Regions from separate parts of the Mus musculus genome. Here region 1 is linked to region 2. The links are chromatin contacts, called in public ChIA-PET maps. All regions are on one chromosome and are shown on one strand. The core of a region is the stretch at or near the end of the contact, and the rest is flanking DNA. Distances in the headings are between cores, read along the strand shown. Region 1 overlaps Gm32718 (a long non-coding RNA gene). Region 2 holds the start of Casp7 (caspase 7).

What was found. ChIA-PET counts read pairs in DNA pulled down with a chosen protein or histone mark.
Region 1: an RNA polymerase II ChIA-PET map of memory CD8 T cells shows a contact between it and region 2, with 9 read pairs. The contact joins the enhancer-like site here to the promoter of Casp7 in region 2. A contact is called at or near these places in 17 of 39 promoter capture datasets (the 3T3-L1 cell line, 3T3-L1-derived adipocytes, the C10 cell line and 10 more), 1 of 484 Hi-C or Micro-C datasets (natural killer cells), 6 of 115 datasets of contacts at active chromatin or transcription factors (acute myeloid leukemia, cardiomyocytes, effector CD8 T cells and 3 more) and 3 of 9 other capture datasets (adipose tissue, liver and macrophages).

The regions. Positions count from the first base shown.
Region 1 is chr19:56,757,987-56,761,934 of GRCm38.p6, reverse strand. It overlaps Gm32718 (a long non-coding RNA gene), which reads right to left. Exons shown (of 7, transcript XR_001782687.1): 6 at 2,541-2,633. Among named protein-coding and RNA genes, the nearest start is that of Gm32718, 17 kb to the right of the region's middle. Within about 2 kb of position 2,029, at least 30 of the 459 cell types and tissues checked have an H3K27ac peak or open chromatin away from gene starts, as enhancers often do. A contact at or near this core is called in memory CD8 T cells, where this site is marked.
Region 2 is chr19:56,395,694-56,399,225 of GRCm38.p6, reverse strand. It overlaps Casp7 (caspase 7), which reads right to left and starts at 2,097. Exons shown (of 7, transcript NM_007611.2): 1 at 1,909-2,097.

The DNA of each region.
Region 1 (3,948 bases), core at 780-3,279, 360 kb before region 2:
CTTCTTCCCTTGGTGATTCTGGGTCCAGCATGTGACTTGCTTAGGCCAATAGGACACCATCAAGCATAATCCACGGAGCTTGAAAAGTGCTTGTGTATTGAGGCTGGCCATTTCAAAATATTGCCTCCCTGTGAGGAATCACCTGACCCAGTTGACAGCTGACACCAACCTGCTGATGTGTGAGGACATATTAGCCCCCAGAGAAATGCCAGATTAATGAGTTCTGGGGCATAAACATTAGGAGAAACCCTCACCCAGCCATGACCTACCATAGAATCTCAAGCAAGTAAACAGTGGTGGTTTATTATGCAGCAATAGACAACTGGTCAACCACGTCCAATGCTTCTTGCTACCCTTGCATCTAGCACCCTGCCTTGTGTGTTATAGGTGATCAATAAATAAGACTTTCTATAGCTTCTGTGTAAGGAGACAAAGAAAAGAGAATGAAATGTAGCCTGGAATGGCTGGATCTGGCTGCGGTTCAGGCTGGGCATTTAATCTCTCAGTACTCTAGTTTATTTCTGGACTGGAGATTTCATAGACGTAGTTAGTCTAGGTGAGAACAGATGCTGTAGATGGATGCCACCCTCCTCTAACTGCGTCATGAGGTCAGAAAGCTGTCTTCAACATCCAAAGGGAAGAGATTTAACCCAGTCTCCATCTGCGGTCCACTCCCTTCTGTCTGGTGAGGTGACCTGAAGGCTTTAGGGAGAAGTCTGAGCATCCACTGGACCAAATGGTAGACATTTCAGCAGCCCCAGGCTCCTGGGCTAAGTTCCCTTCCTGGGAACCATTCCTCCTAATCAGCACAAACCACCAGGCAGTACTAGCACGAGGCATTGGCAGAGCATCCCAGAGACGACTAGTGAACCATCTCACAGAATGGAAAGAGGAGAAAGAACACTTCGTGCAGCAAACCGCATCAGAATTTCTTGGGAATTTTAAGATATTTGTCTTAGACTCAGAGAGTAGCTTGTCTATTGGCCATGGGTTTACAGGCTATGGCCGATTCTGTAAATAGTTTGTGAATGATTTTATGGCTGATAAATATAATTAAAAAGTGGAACAAATAGACTGTGTGTTAACTAGAGGCTTTTTCTCAGAATGATTTATTTAATGAGTCATATTGTTCTTATCTCTCCTCCATGGCGAGAGCATCCTGGCTGCTGTTCTGTTGCCAGGCTCCTCCAAAAAACATTGCCCTCTTTGCTCCAGAGAGGCAGCATGTACGCAGAGCTGCCTTGACCTCAGAGAAGGTCTACCCTTTTCCTTCCTTCTGCAGCCTCTCCCACAGAGGAGGAAGCAACACTGTCTCGGGCAATTTATTTTTCAGGTACTGCTTCTCAAAACTCCTTCATCAGCCACTACTCTATCAAGGTCAAAGCCCCGGGGACAGGTTTCTGCTGAGTGGCATCCCAGATGCTGTGCCTTCCCTCTGGGGCTTCCCAAGGCTGCCATCTGGGTATATGCCCTTGGATAGCTTGAGGCTTTTGAATCACGTGGGGGACTTTTTGTCATGAATGGATGTCAAAGACATGACCTTCCAGGATCTCCATGTAAAACTCTCTCACTGACTCATCCCTGCTCCACATAATTCCTAACCATCACCGGCCATCAGTCGAGCCAAAAATCAACCATGGCTGCCCGTTTAGAATGGTTCAGTGAGGTAGCAAAGAAGCATCACACGGAGTCTCTGGAAGAGCGCTCGAGCTATTTACATATTAAACCAAATAAAGTTGAATCAACAAAGATAGGAGGAAAGGACTCCTCAAAGCAAATGCTGACAGAAGCAAGTCCACTCAAATATGTTTCAGGATGGAGAGAGAGAGCATCCAGGATGCTCTAGCTCTAGGCCCAAATATATTTCAGACACAGAAAACCAGGAGACCATGATGGCGGGTGGAGAGGTGTCATTGTTGAACACAGTACCGTGAGTGTAGATGCTCAGTCAGTAGAAGCACAAGCTGCAGACAGACTTTGAGTCCTTGTTATTGTGTATCCGTAGTAACTAGGAGACAGCGGCTGCTGTGGACCTGAGCAATGAGTCATAGCTGTGAAGCCAGAGAGCTTCCTTACCAGGGAAGACAGACATGCACATATAGTAGGGGAAAGCCAAGACAACCCCTGCCATTAAAGGTGTCAGAAGTTCCATCTTTTCCTTTCTGACTCTTGCCCATCTTGGTACAGTGATGGGTAATGTCCTCAGTGTCTCCTATGTGCATTAAAACTCACCCGGGGCTGGCTTAGGGGAGATGGCTCTGCAGGTTAAGGTGCTGCCGTCAAAGGCAAAGGTCCTGAGTCTGGTATCTGAAGCCACATAGGAGAAGGGGAGAACCAATGCTTACAAGTTAAGTTGTCTTCTGACCTCTACATTCATGCCATGGAATGTGTTCCCTCCCTCCATCTACACTCAATAAATTAATTTAAACAGACAGTCCTGGTCTGGGGAGATAGCTGAATCTATAAGATAGTGCCCAAGCGTGGAGACTTGATTCAGAGCCCCAGCACCCATATTAGAAACTGGACACAGTGGCACACACCTGAAGACTCCGAGCTGGGGACGTAAAGGTCCTCAAGGAGCTTTTGACCAGCAGTCTAGGTGGGTCAGTAATGCCCAGCTTCAGTAAGAGAGCCTGAGTGCAAAAATAAAAGAGTGTTTGAAGAAGACACCTGAGGCAGATCTCTGGCTTACACAATTGTGTGTGAGCGCCTTCACACGTACATGGACAAAACACTACTCCCCTCCCCCCACATCAACAAAATAAAACAAACGCCACTGCCTTTCCCTGAAATGTCTTCTATCTGATCTTCCCTGGGTTATGCCATCTGCTTCTCTCTAAACTTCAGTAGTGGAGAACCAGGATACAGCAAACACGTGGAGCCAGAAAGATCTCTGTGTAGAACCAACGTGGAATTTGGAGAACAGTGGTCTGCAGGGGTGGGGGTCAAATTGTGCTGAGAGTTTATCAGAGGAACCAAGACAGACAAATCAGAAATAAGTCACCCACCAGATCTGAGATTGAAGCTACTGTTTGTATTACTTGTTGGCTAATAAACCATCTTCTCAGGACCCTTTATACGTTTATAAGTAAAGGGACAGAATGATATACCTGAGAGGTATACCTCTTTTACAAGGCCGACTCTCCAAGATATGCAGATTTCTGAGCAAAAAAAAAGCTGTGTGAGGAGTGTGTGTGTGTGCGTACATGTGTGGTGTGTGTGTGGAGTGTGTGTGTATGTGTGTGCATGGTGTGTGTGAGGAGTGTATATGTGTACATGTGTGTGTGGTGTAGTGTGTGTGTGTGGTATGTGTGGTGTATGTATGTGTGTTCGTGTGTGGTGTGTATGTGAGGAGTATGTATGTGTACATGTGGTGTGTGTGAGGAGTGTGTATGTATATGTGTGTGTGGTGTGGTGTGTGTGTGGTATGTGTGGTGTATGTATGTGTGTGCATGTGTGGTGTGTATGTGAGGAGTATGTATGTGTACATGTGGTGTGTGTGAGGAGTGTGTATGTACATGTGTGTGTGGTGTAGTGTGTGTGTGGTATGTGTGGTGTATGTATGTGTGTGCGTGTGTGGTGTATGTGAGGAAGGAGTGTGTATGTGTACATGTGTGTGTGTGTTACATGTTACTATGGAGATCAGAACAGGATGCTATGTGCCTTCCTCTGTTTTTCATCTCTTTTTCCTGATACGGGATCTCTCACTTAATTGGCAGCTGGAAGCAAGCTCTCATCCTTTTGGCTGGATGATGGGAGAACAAGTTATCCAGAACTGCAAGTCTCTCTCTGCCCAGGCACTGCTGGGTTTACAGGCGTACGAAGCCATGCTTGGGGTTTGATGTGTGATCTGGACACACAGACTCAGACCTTCATGCTTGCAGAGCAACCCCTCTGACCCAGTGGGCTGCCTCTCTTGCCCAAAGAATATTTTAGAAAGAGGACTTC
Region 2 (3,532 bases), core at 848-3,347:
CCCCGTGGCTGATCCACTCGAGTCTTGGAAACATTCAAAGATCTCAGGTGACCAAGTGGGGTGCTTAACCTCAGTGACGTCATCGAAGCCAAGCCAGAACCCTCCGAGAAAGCCATCTCATCTGGGCTCATCAACGGTGCTGCCCGAGGGGCCTTCCTTGCATGACTTTTCTGTACCAGTCCTTTTCAGGGGCTGCAAAGAGCAGTCATTACGGAGACAGTGCTTGCCCACAGTAAAGAGACATGGAATGTCCTCTTTAAATGATGTAAGATGTGTGATGCCTGCTGTTATGGTTTGGCTGTAATTGGTCCCCCCCCCAGGCTTCTTGTGTTGGAAGGCTAGCCCCCTACACGAGGGGATGGGAATCCAGTAGGAAGCTGCTGGGGCTCTGCGTGTGTTAGTTCCCAAGAGGTTGCTTAGAAAATAATACGTCCAGCCACTCCCTGGCTACCCCAAATTCCTGTCTTACAATGTGGCTGCTCCTACTTGCAATCACTTTGGCCACTGGGATGCCACCTGCCCTGAGAGCTTCCCCAGACCCATGCTATGGGGTGTGGTGCCTAGTTTTGTTTTGTTGTTGTTTTTGTTTTTTGGGTTTTTTTTTTTTTTTTTTTTTTTTTTTTTTGGTCAAGTTGACACAGCCTAATATCACCAGGGAACAGGAAATCTCACTTGAGGAATTGCCCAGATCACAATGGCCTGTGGCTATGTCTATAGGGAAGTGCCTTGACCAATGGCTGGTGTGGGAGGGGAGGGCCCAGCCCACTGTAGTGGTACCATCCACAGGCTGTGTACTAATGGTAGCTGAGTGAGTAATCAGATTTCCTGCCTCCAGGCTCCTGCCTCGACTTCCCTCAATGACAGACTGTGACCTGAAGTCGTCAAATGAAATAAAGCCTTTCCTCTCTATGGTCATGGTGTTTATCCCAGCAAGAGAAAGCAGGCTAAGCAAGTTGATTGAGGTGGGTCTTCCTGAGGAAACAGGCTGCCTGCTTCCCAAACACAGCAACATTGAACAGGCTCACCTCCTGCCCAAATGCATACTTCCTTAAGTGAAAAAGTCCCGAGGCTGCCACCCAACCCATCAGTGTCACCTGAGGTTCACACCATGAGGGAACTAGAGACTTTGCCCATGTCCTATAGGAGGTTGCAGAGTGGCAGATTGTAATGCTAGGCTTTAACAATATGGACAGGGGTGTAAGGTTACGCTGGCCAAAATCTGAAGGAAGAAACAGCTTGTCAACAGAAAACCAGGGCCTTATCAGTTATCTCAGCTCAAGAGAAAGGCCTGTGAACTGCTTACAAACACCGCCTGTGCCTACTAATAAACTTACTTCCCCATAAACCCGAAAGGCCAAGGAGTAAAGGTGAGGTGTCGCCTGGAGCTCATACTGACAAGTGTCGCTTGCCAGTTTTTCACCAGTCTTAAGTCACTGTAAGAGTCTAAGAGTCCCGATGCAAGGGTCCCCAGACAAGAAAGAGTGTTTCAAGCACACTTCGCCTAGGTTAAAGACCTATGCACCTAACTCCCTCTTTCCCTGAGCACAAGCCACCAGAACCGCCCAAGATTCCCATTAAATGGACCCGGCAGCGCCTAAGTTCCCGGTCTGACAAGGTAGTCCTTGCGGGTTCAAACAACCACATCTACTGCCCTACACCCGCTCTTTCTTCCCTGTTACATCCGGAATGGCACCGGATGTCGTGAGACCCTGGTCCAGAAGACCAAGGGACCGCCGTGCCGAGCAAAGCGGGCGATGGCCAGGCATGTTGGAGAGCCTTCCGCGCCACAGCGCCCTGCAAGCAAGTTCTGCGAGCCTGCGGGAGGGAGGGGGACTCTGGGCGGGGACGCGCGGGAGGAAGGAGCTCGCGGAAGAGGGGAGGGAAAGCCGCGATGGCGGCCCAAGTTACCGTTCCCACGGCGGCGGCCAGGAGCCCACGGCAGCGTCCGTCCTCCGCAAGGGTCGAGGGCAGCTTTGGGAAAACTGAAAGCAAAAGTCCCAGAGGCGGAGGGGGAGGAGCGGGCGGGCCGGACGGGGCTGTGCCTGCAGCCCGGGAAAGCTGGGGGCGAGCGGGAACGCGCGCTACGGAGCCCGCCGCGGGAGAAGCTCGCGCGGGAAGCTCGCGCGGGAAGCCCTCGCCGCCCACGTGCTGCGTCCCCCCCTCTGCGACGTTTGGGCGACCCCTGCGGCTGCAGGAACTGGGCAGATAGAGCGCTCCCTACAGAACTGGCGGGCTCTGCAAAACTGCCAGCCAGAAAAGTGACCGTGACCCCGGGCTACCTGCTGCAAATCTGTTAAGTTCTCTGAAAATATGACTGCGCGCTTGGTCCAGACCTCTGCGAAGTTGGCAAGCGTCACCGGCACGGGAGGAGAGCGGCCCTGCAAATTGGGGCTATCCCTGTCCCCTCCTCTATGCCACATATGCAAATTTCCCCGCGCTCACCAGAGAGGAGTACTAAGAGACTCTAAAACTGTAAACGTCAAAAGTTCCACTGAGAACGCATTCTACAAAACTGTCTACCCAGCAGATGGACCCAAAATTCTGACTTGCTCTCCGCGATGGGGCACCTGTCTCGTTCTGTTTTTGTTTTTTACCTTTTTCCTAACACAAGCTGCTTCTCGACCAGATACTGTGCACCACCAGTCGCTTTAGTCTGATGTCTTCCCAGACGTTGTTGGGGAGGGGGGCGAACTTTGTCTTAAACACGTTTATACCTCCCAAACCCAGCTTGCACGGATATTGCGCCAAAATCATCATCCATGTGTGCTACCTCCCGTGTCAGGCACTAGGTTTGAGGAAGCAGACAGTGAGCTAACATGGGTTCCTGTTCATGTCATCTTCGACACAGACAGACAGACAGACAGATCTGGGCTTCCATCTGTAGACGCTTCCAATTCCTCCCCTCCACCTAGAGTTCTCAGAACAGCTCATTCACTCACACTGAAGCAAGCTATGTGAGAGAACTTTGTGAAAACGCCAGAGATACTCGATTCTCAGACCTACAGGTCTCCGGAGCCATCAAGGCTATTTTATTTGCTAGCATGGTTTTTCTTGAACCCCAGAGTTTTAGCACTAACTCTAGAATCTCAGCCAGTATGGGCACTTTCAATTCTTAATATGCCTGCCCTCCTTCTTATTTAATAATGCTAGTGTCCCTGAACTGTGGAGGCAAATGTTGGGGTAAGCCATGGCTCACGCTATGGTGATTTGCTTTTTAAAACTGACAGTCCTTTGAAAAATGAAGAAATCCTATCTCCACTATAATTTATCTTTGTGTAAACCATGACTTTTTCCAGGGTAGTCCTAAAACGTGGAACATTTAACAACCAATCTCTACTTATTTGGTGGTGAGGAATGTGAGAAGCTGCCCACCTGACAGCACCAGGGTCCTGTTGCCTGGACAGTGATGTTCTATCCACAAGAAGGTTTGCCTGTGCTGTGGCATGCGTGGCGCATCCGCACACAGGAATCCATCCCTCACGCAGATGGAGAGGCAGGGCGGCACCACAGGAAACCTCTTGTCTGTTCTTGC